Linked DNA regions of Gossypium arboreum: region 1 is linked to region 2. A link is a contact called in public Hi-C data. All regions are on one chromosome and are shown on one strand. Each heading gives the region's core, a stretch centred on a gene start, on an enhancer-like site or on the middle of the called end of the contact. The rest is flanking DNA. Distances are from core to core; before and after follow the strand shown.

Evidence for each region. A called contact is a pair of places that touch in the nucleus more often than the background predicts.
Region 1: a contact with region 2 is called in a Hi-C map of leaf, with 3 times the contacts expected there. The contact joins the promoter of LOC108482286 here to the promoter of LOC108480580 in region 2. A contact is called at or near these places in 2 of 5 Hi-C or Micro-C datasets (both in leaf).

The regions. Positions count from the first base shown.
Region 1 is chr3:45,574,340-45,578,178 of ASM2569848v2, reverse strand. LOC108482286 (putative pentatricopeptide repeat-containing protein At1g69350, mitochondrial) reads left to right here and starts at 1,774. Exons shown (of 1, transcript XM_017785411.2): 1 at 1,774-3,839. The coding sequence starts at 1,798.
Region 2 is chr3:45,431,610-45,435,445 of ASM2569848v2, reverse strand. It overlaps LOC108480580, which reads left to right and starts at 1,405. Exons shown (of 3, transcript XR_008280068.1): 1 at 1,405-1,704; 2 at 1,941-3,836.

The sequences.
Region 1 (3,839 bases), core at 525-3,024, 140 kb before region 2:
TCTTCTTGTCTCATTTCATTTGCTGCATATTCATAGCTTAGCAGCAATGACCTCACGACTTCATATGTTGAAAACCCTTATTTTTCAACTTGAAATGAATCAAATCTCAGAGTATGAAGGGAGATAAGAAGATTGCCGAATGGAGCACAGATCGTGAAGAGTAAGAGAGGAGATTCAACATGCACTACCTGAAATATTTTCACTTGTTTTCAGAAACGTTAAGGGAAGCCCACGAGGAATCGTCCTCATCCTGTTGAAAACCAAAGAGTACATTGCTTAAGGGGCTCCATTATTATCTACCGCAACAGATGCTTCCTGGAGGATGGAAATATCTTTTGACCAACTAACCCCAAATGGATGGATGAATATCTGGTAGAGCTGCTCTCAAGTGAGGAGGCAGTTTTACCAACTGAACTTCACATAGCTCGTCGGCACTTCGAGCTACTTGTGTGCGAGATTATTGGTTCCAGTGACAGTTTAGTATTGTAAGAAGACAATTAAAATCAATGCGGTCTTTATAGTGGTCATCCGTTTTAACATTTTGTTATAATAATCAAGTTTCTAGTATAATCAATTTTTTATATTTTATTTTAACATTTTAGAATAGCTTTTCACTATTAACAGCAAGATCCATAGTTACTAAATAAAACATATTCTCTAAAATTTAAAGTAAAATTATAGCTATTCTATATAAGCAAACCTATTAATTATAATTTATTAAATAAATATATTATTTTGATAAAATTTTAAATTTCACATAAAAAATCTATTAATCACATTTTATTAAATGAAAATAAGCTTCAAGGAGTGAAACTAAATATTCTACTATGAATTTGGAATATTTTAAATTTATAAATTGATTATTTGAATTTAATAACTCATGATAAATTAATTAATTTAAATTGATAACTCATAATGATTAATTGAACTTGTTAGATTTATAAATTTCATAATTAATCATTTGAAAAATATAAAATAAAATATGCATAAAAACAAGAATACAGTACATGTTATATGTCTTTTAATATTGTAAAATAAAATAAGCTTTCTTTTTGAACATAATTCTTACTTTCTTTATTTGGCTTACAACAATTATCTCTCTCTAACAATCACATATCTATTATTTATTTTTTAGATTAAAAGAAAGCAACGATTAGGTGATAATGGGAACTAATCAACTTCTATATCCAGGGCAGCAAAGCACTCATCAGACGTCTGATTCAATAGAATTAAATAGATTGATTAAACTTCAACAAATTGTGACACTCTAGGAGAAATAAAATTTTATATTTCGAGAAAATAATTATAGTTAAAAGAAAAGCAGAATTATAATCAGTCCAACTAAAAAAATTATAAAAATTAAAAGATAATATATTTTAGAAAATTATAAAATGTAGTTCCATCGGCTAGTACTGTTTTAAAGGTTAATTGGTTCTTTTGCGTCTTTTTTTTTACAATACTACTCGGATTAGTTTGCAGTTAAACAAATTTGATCCTATTCAAAATTGATAGTTGATAAAAAGTTAAAGGCATAAAAATAAAAAAACAAATACATTGTTACAAAATAATAGAATTTTATAATTTTTGGTTTTTTAAAATAAATTGCAATTGAATTGGAAAGAATTCATATGTAATATAAACTTAGTTAGGGATTTAATATTTGAAAATTAAAATTAAAATCTTAACCATCCCAATTTTTTTGGAATATGAGGAGACACCTCTGGGTTTGGTTCCCTCATTTTATTCGGCTATCTCTACATAAAAAATGGGCCAAGAGCCCAAACTACTGTTGTTGCTATGGTCAGTTCATACTTCACCCCTTGGTGGCCTTCGCGACTTTTCTCTTTCCACGCTCACTCTCTCGCTTCTGCAATGACCACCCTTTACATGCCATTATTCAGATCATGCACCAATCTCAGATCACTAGCACAACTCCATGCCCACCTCTTAGTTACTGGGTTTCACCATGACCCACTCCCTTCCACCAAGCTCATTGAATCCTATTCCCAAATGGGTTCTTTTCAATCTTCCAAACTTGTTTTCAGATGCTTCCCTAACCCAGATTCTTTCATGTGGGGTGTTCTAATTAAATGCTCTGTTTGGAGCAACTTGTTTCAAGATGCCATTTTTCTCTACCTCACTATGATAAAGAATGACCAACTCCACATCAGTAACTTCATATTTCCTTCTCTTTTGAGGGCCTGTTCTGGTTTTGGTGATCTGGGTATTGGTGAAATGGTCCATGGGACCATTATAAAAAATGGGTTTGAGAAAGATACTGTTATTCAGTCTTCACTTCTTTCCATGTACGGCGAAATGGGATGTTTAAGTTATGCTAAGAAAATGTTTGATGAAATGACAATAAAAGACTTGGTTTCCTGGAGTTCGATTATTTTGAGTTATGTTGAGAATGGGAAGGCAAATGAAGGCTTGGAGATGTTCCGTTTAATGGTATTGGAAGGTATTAGACCGGACTCCATAACAATGCTTAGTGTAGCTGAGGCTTGTGGCGACTTGGGATTTCTGAAATTAGCAAGGCTGATTCATGGTTATATAGTGAGGAGGAGGATTGAAATTGATGGTTCATTGGCTAGTTCCCTTGTTGCAATGTATAGCAAATGTGGTGACTTGGATAGTGCAGAGAGGATCTTTCTAAATATAACGAACCGTAGTACTGCATTGTGGACTGCAATGATATCTAGCTATTTTAGAGCAGGTAGGTTTGCAGAAGCGTTAAAGTCTTTCTTTGATATGTTAGATTCTCGTGTGGAACCGAATTCAGTGACCATGATGAGTGTTTTAGGGTCTTTTGCAGGGCTAGGTTGGCTTAGAGAAGGGAAGTCGGTTCACTGTTACATTATTAGGAAAGAAATGGATCTTGAGTACGATGTTTTAGGGCCTGTTTTCATAGAACTATATATGAAATGTGGAAAGTTGAACTATTGTGAAAAGGTTCTTCACGTTGTTGGAGGAAGAAATATCGTGGCATGGAATATGGTCATATCAATTTGTACTGAGAAAGGGTTGTTAAAAGAGGCATTGGCACACCTTGTGCAGATGCAGACCTTGGGATTAATGCCTGATTCATTCAGCCTAGCAAGTTCTATCTCAGCTTGTGCTGATGGAGGTTTATTGCTGTTTGGAGATCAGATGCATGGTCATATCATCAAAAGAGGCCTTTCGGATGAGTTTGTCCAGAATTCGCTAATTGATATGTACTCAAAATGTGGCTTGACGGAATTAGCATACACTATCTTTGATGATATCAACGAGAAAAGTGTTGTAACATGGAATTCTATGATTTGCGGATTCCATCAAAATGGAAATTCTGTAGAGGCAATTAGCCTTTGTGATCAAATGTACTTGAACGGTCTTGAGATGAATGATGTTACTTTCTTAAGCGTGCTTCAAGCATGCTCCAATTTGGGTTATCTTGAGAAAGGAAAATGGCTTCACCACAAGCTTCTTACCTATGGTGTAAATACAGATCTCTATATCGATACAGCTTTAACTGACATGTATGCCAAGTGTGGAGACCTTGTAACAGCCCAAAGGGTTTTTGATAGCATGTCAGAGAAAAGTGTGGTGTCATGGACTGTGATGATTGCTGGATATGGAGCACACGGTAGGGTGAATGCTGCCATCTCACTTTTCAATCAAATGGTAGAGTCAGGCATAAGACCTAATCAAGTTACCTTCATGAACATTCTTTCGGCTTGCAGTCATGCAGGATCTGTGGAAGATGGAAAATCTTATTTTAAGTCGATGAGGGATTTTGGTGTTGAGCCCAACTCAGAACATTACGCCTGTATGGTTGACCTTCTAAGTCGCGGTGGTGA
Region 2 (3,836 bases), core at 156-2,655:
TTAAGTAGTTTGGAAGTGACCATCTTTTGGTCAAATTTGTATAGTATATGTTAGTTGGGAAAATGGTCATTTGGTATTAGTTGTGTATGCATTTTGGTATATGAAGATATGGATAAAAATGGCTTTGTAATTGTTCAATTGGTAAATTTAGTGAATGAAATGGTTAGGTGTTAGGTAAGTTTGATTGTTGAAATTGAGGTGCCATTTTGGCATATTGGTTGAATGGATAGTTTCTATGTTGTATAAGCTTGGATATGCATATACAAAGTGTGTTTTAAATGCTTGATTTTAGGTGCAAATGGCTTGTACATGATGTGTGAGTTTGGGTGAGAAAAATGGCTTGGGAATGGGCTATTTTTCGTCCACACGGGCGTGTGTCTCAGCCGTGTGTGACGCATGGCTAGACGACACGGCCATGTGTCCTCTGTAACCTTCAAAGGTTTGCAAGTCAGGCTGTTACACGACTTAGCACACGGCTTGGCATATGGGCGTGTGGGGTTATTTCGAAGGGTACACGGCCTAGCGCACGAACTTGTGGCTTGGCCGTGTAACCCAAGTCAATGAGTTACATGGGTATGGACATAGGCTGGGACATGATCTTGTGTCCCTATTTCGAATGTCCACATGGCCAAAGAAATGGACATGTTTTTTGGCCATGTGACCCTTACAGTTTGAAAAATTTTAACTTTTTCCAAAAAAATCATATGTTTCCGATTTAGTTCTGATTTGTTTATAATGTCTTTTTAAGGCCTTGAGGGCTCATAAAAGGGACCGTATGTATGACTTTGGTTGATGTTGTTATGATTTATGTGATGAATTGTTATTGTTAACTAATTGTACCTTGACATTATGCTCCGATAACACTTCGTAGCTCTAACCTTGTGACGAATATGGGCTAGGGGTGTTACAACCATGAAGAAGATTGTCCTCATCTAATATGTGAAAAGTGTACATTGTGAGGCCCAATCCATCATTCACTCAATTAGTACAAGGTTATTAAGCCCAACTAGACTCTACAAAAGCTCAAGGGCATGTTTACATTAGAAAAATGTTCACACCTAAAAAATAGATGCCTTAACATCTTGGAGGCAACGAAAGGTGAGAAGCCTTCTTATTATGAAAGATGGTTGAAAGCATGGAAGGCTAATGCTTCCATTACAAGGTGGGTGGTTGAGAGAAGTACTTTCTTTGACCAGATTACAAGAAGGTCAATGTTGTTTATACTACTGACATGTATCTCAAGGGTAGAGGAATATAACAAAAACAAACCATGATTATGAGTTATTATATGTTAAAAGATTAACAAACTTAAATATTAAATTATTTATAAAATTAAAAAAAAAAACATTACTACACTATTAAATTAAATCATATTTATAATAAATTTGTAAATATTCTATATGCAACGTGTAAATAATCTAGGAAGTGACGTGTTGAAGTTAAAACACATATACTATAATCGCTAATAACAAACTCCGGAAGGAGTGAAAAAATAATTATAAAATAATAAAAATGATTTCAGTTATTCAGTTGGAGTCGAGGGGGAGTACTAAGCGACGGCGTTTTCATCGGTGGTTTACTCGTTGACCAGGTTGGTTAGTTCTGGTTCTTATTTAAACAGTGTCGTCTCGTCGAATGAGAACTATCTTTTTTCTTTCTCTTTGGATCTCTTCTCTGCTCCCAACCCCATCCAACATTTTTAAGGTATTTTTTTTTCACCTTTTAGAATCTGTAAATTTTATAATTTCATATCTAAAATTTCAAATTTTTTGTGGGGTTCTTTTCACATATACTGAGATTTTAATTTGTATTTTATGAATATAATTATTGGATGATTATGCTGAATCTAAAAGTAAAAGAATAATGAATTGAGATATATTTGAATTATGAACAATTGTCTTCCATCTTCTAAAATCTTTTCTTTCTTTCTTTATTTTCAGGTTTGTTATGTCGGAAGTCCCTGATTTTCTGGTCTAAGATTCTAAGTAGTTAAGAGTTAGTTGTAATTTATTTTTATTGTTATTGTTCTGTCAAAATGTGGAGTTTTGCTTCAAATACCATTGCTAGCATTGGGTTAAAATGTTCAAAAGAGGCGAATCAAGCTTGTTCCGAGTGTTCAGATGATGAGCTGTGTTCAAATGGTAGTAGAGATGAAGGATTAGAGTGTCCCATTTGTTGGGAACCTTTCAACATTGTTGAGAATGTGCCTTATGTCTTATGGTGTGGTCACACTCTTTGCCAAAATTGTATCCTGGGTCTCCAACCTGCTGTTTTGAAACTCCCCACTCAGCAAATCAAGATCCCCATGTTCATTTCTTGCCCATGGTGCCACTTAATAGCGCTACGGCTAGTTTATAAGGGGAACCTCAAGTTCCCTCGGAAGAACTTCTTCATTTTGTGGATGATCGAGAGTTTGAATGGGGATAGGTATGGCATTTCCAGGAGAAATCTATCTGGGGACAATCAAGCCGTTGGCTCTCTGAGATGTAATTTAATGCTTGGCAATCAAGCTATCAGTGGTGTTGTTAGGAGAGGATCATATGCCAATCGTTCTGAACAAAATAGGTCTCTAGATACTGGTGGCAGAAATAATGCTGAGAGGCATCATTTCTCGCTTCATAAATCATTGGATTTCTTCATTCACTTTACATCCAAGTTCCCATTGGTCATCATTTTCCTTCTGGTTGTCTTCTTTGCAATACCGGGGAGTGCTGTTATCTTATTACTCCACTTTCTGGTCACAGTTGTTTTTGCCATCCCGTCTTTCTTGGTACTGTACTTTGCATTCCCTATGTTGGATAGGTTGGTAAGAGAAATCACCTCATGAGATGTTGCTTTCTCACTTCAAAGGTCAGAGAGATATATGGTTCCAAGTGAACACATCTATCCGTGTGATCATCCTTCTTCCAATGCTCGCTCCACTGCTTTTATTTGAAATTTAGTAGCTCCACGCTGGTAATGGGATTTTTTAGTATCCTGAAGCTTTCAGATTAATGCATTGTTTTTGATATGGACTGTGACTGAGTGACTTCAAAACATCTCAAAAGCTTGTTTTGGAAATTGTGGTTGTGCCCTTAATTAAATGTCATTGAAATGTCAACTTACTTGTTGTACAAGCTTGAGTTCTCAAAAGAATATAATTTGCAGTTAATTGTGGTGTTTTTTTTTTTGTTTATTTTCATAATTTTTCTGCATTTTTATATACAATTTGCTACTTTATATCGTTGCAGACAGTTCAAGTTAAGATAAATGGTTTTGCCGGTTGCTTAATCTTTTAGCCCTTGAAAATTATGAGGACTCATTGCAGCTTTTGTCATTGTGGTGTATGGCTTTACTTCCTATTATATTTTAACTGGTTTTTTTTAACTATTTCTGAATGCACAAATGGCCTCGTTGCTTTTGTCTAACTTGGGCTCGTATCTCCTGCTATCTGATGATTATTGAAATAAAGCTTGCTGCATTAACCTTGAAGATTCTGCTTATCTTCATTTTATTCTTGTGCATGATATAGAGCTCTTTTCATTATGGTTCAAATTCAGCGTGGAAACTTGCAGTATTGTTTATCTTTTGGTGACAGTTGAATGTTCATGCACAATCTAAAAGCCCTAGTAAGATATGGTTAACTAAGGATTTAAACTCTCAGCATGTTCTTGTTATCCTCAAGGTTTTTGCAGTTTCAAGTATTAGTTTCTTGTTATTCAGTAGTAATGGTGGGAGGTATTCAGATGGTTGGAGGGTTTATTTATTTATTTTATTTTTGTACTTTAGATTTATAATTTCCAGAAAAAGTTGGATTTTCATTCATGCTTCTGCAGCAATTGAAGTTTGGATTATAC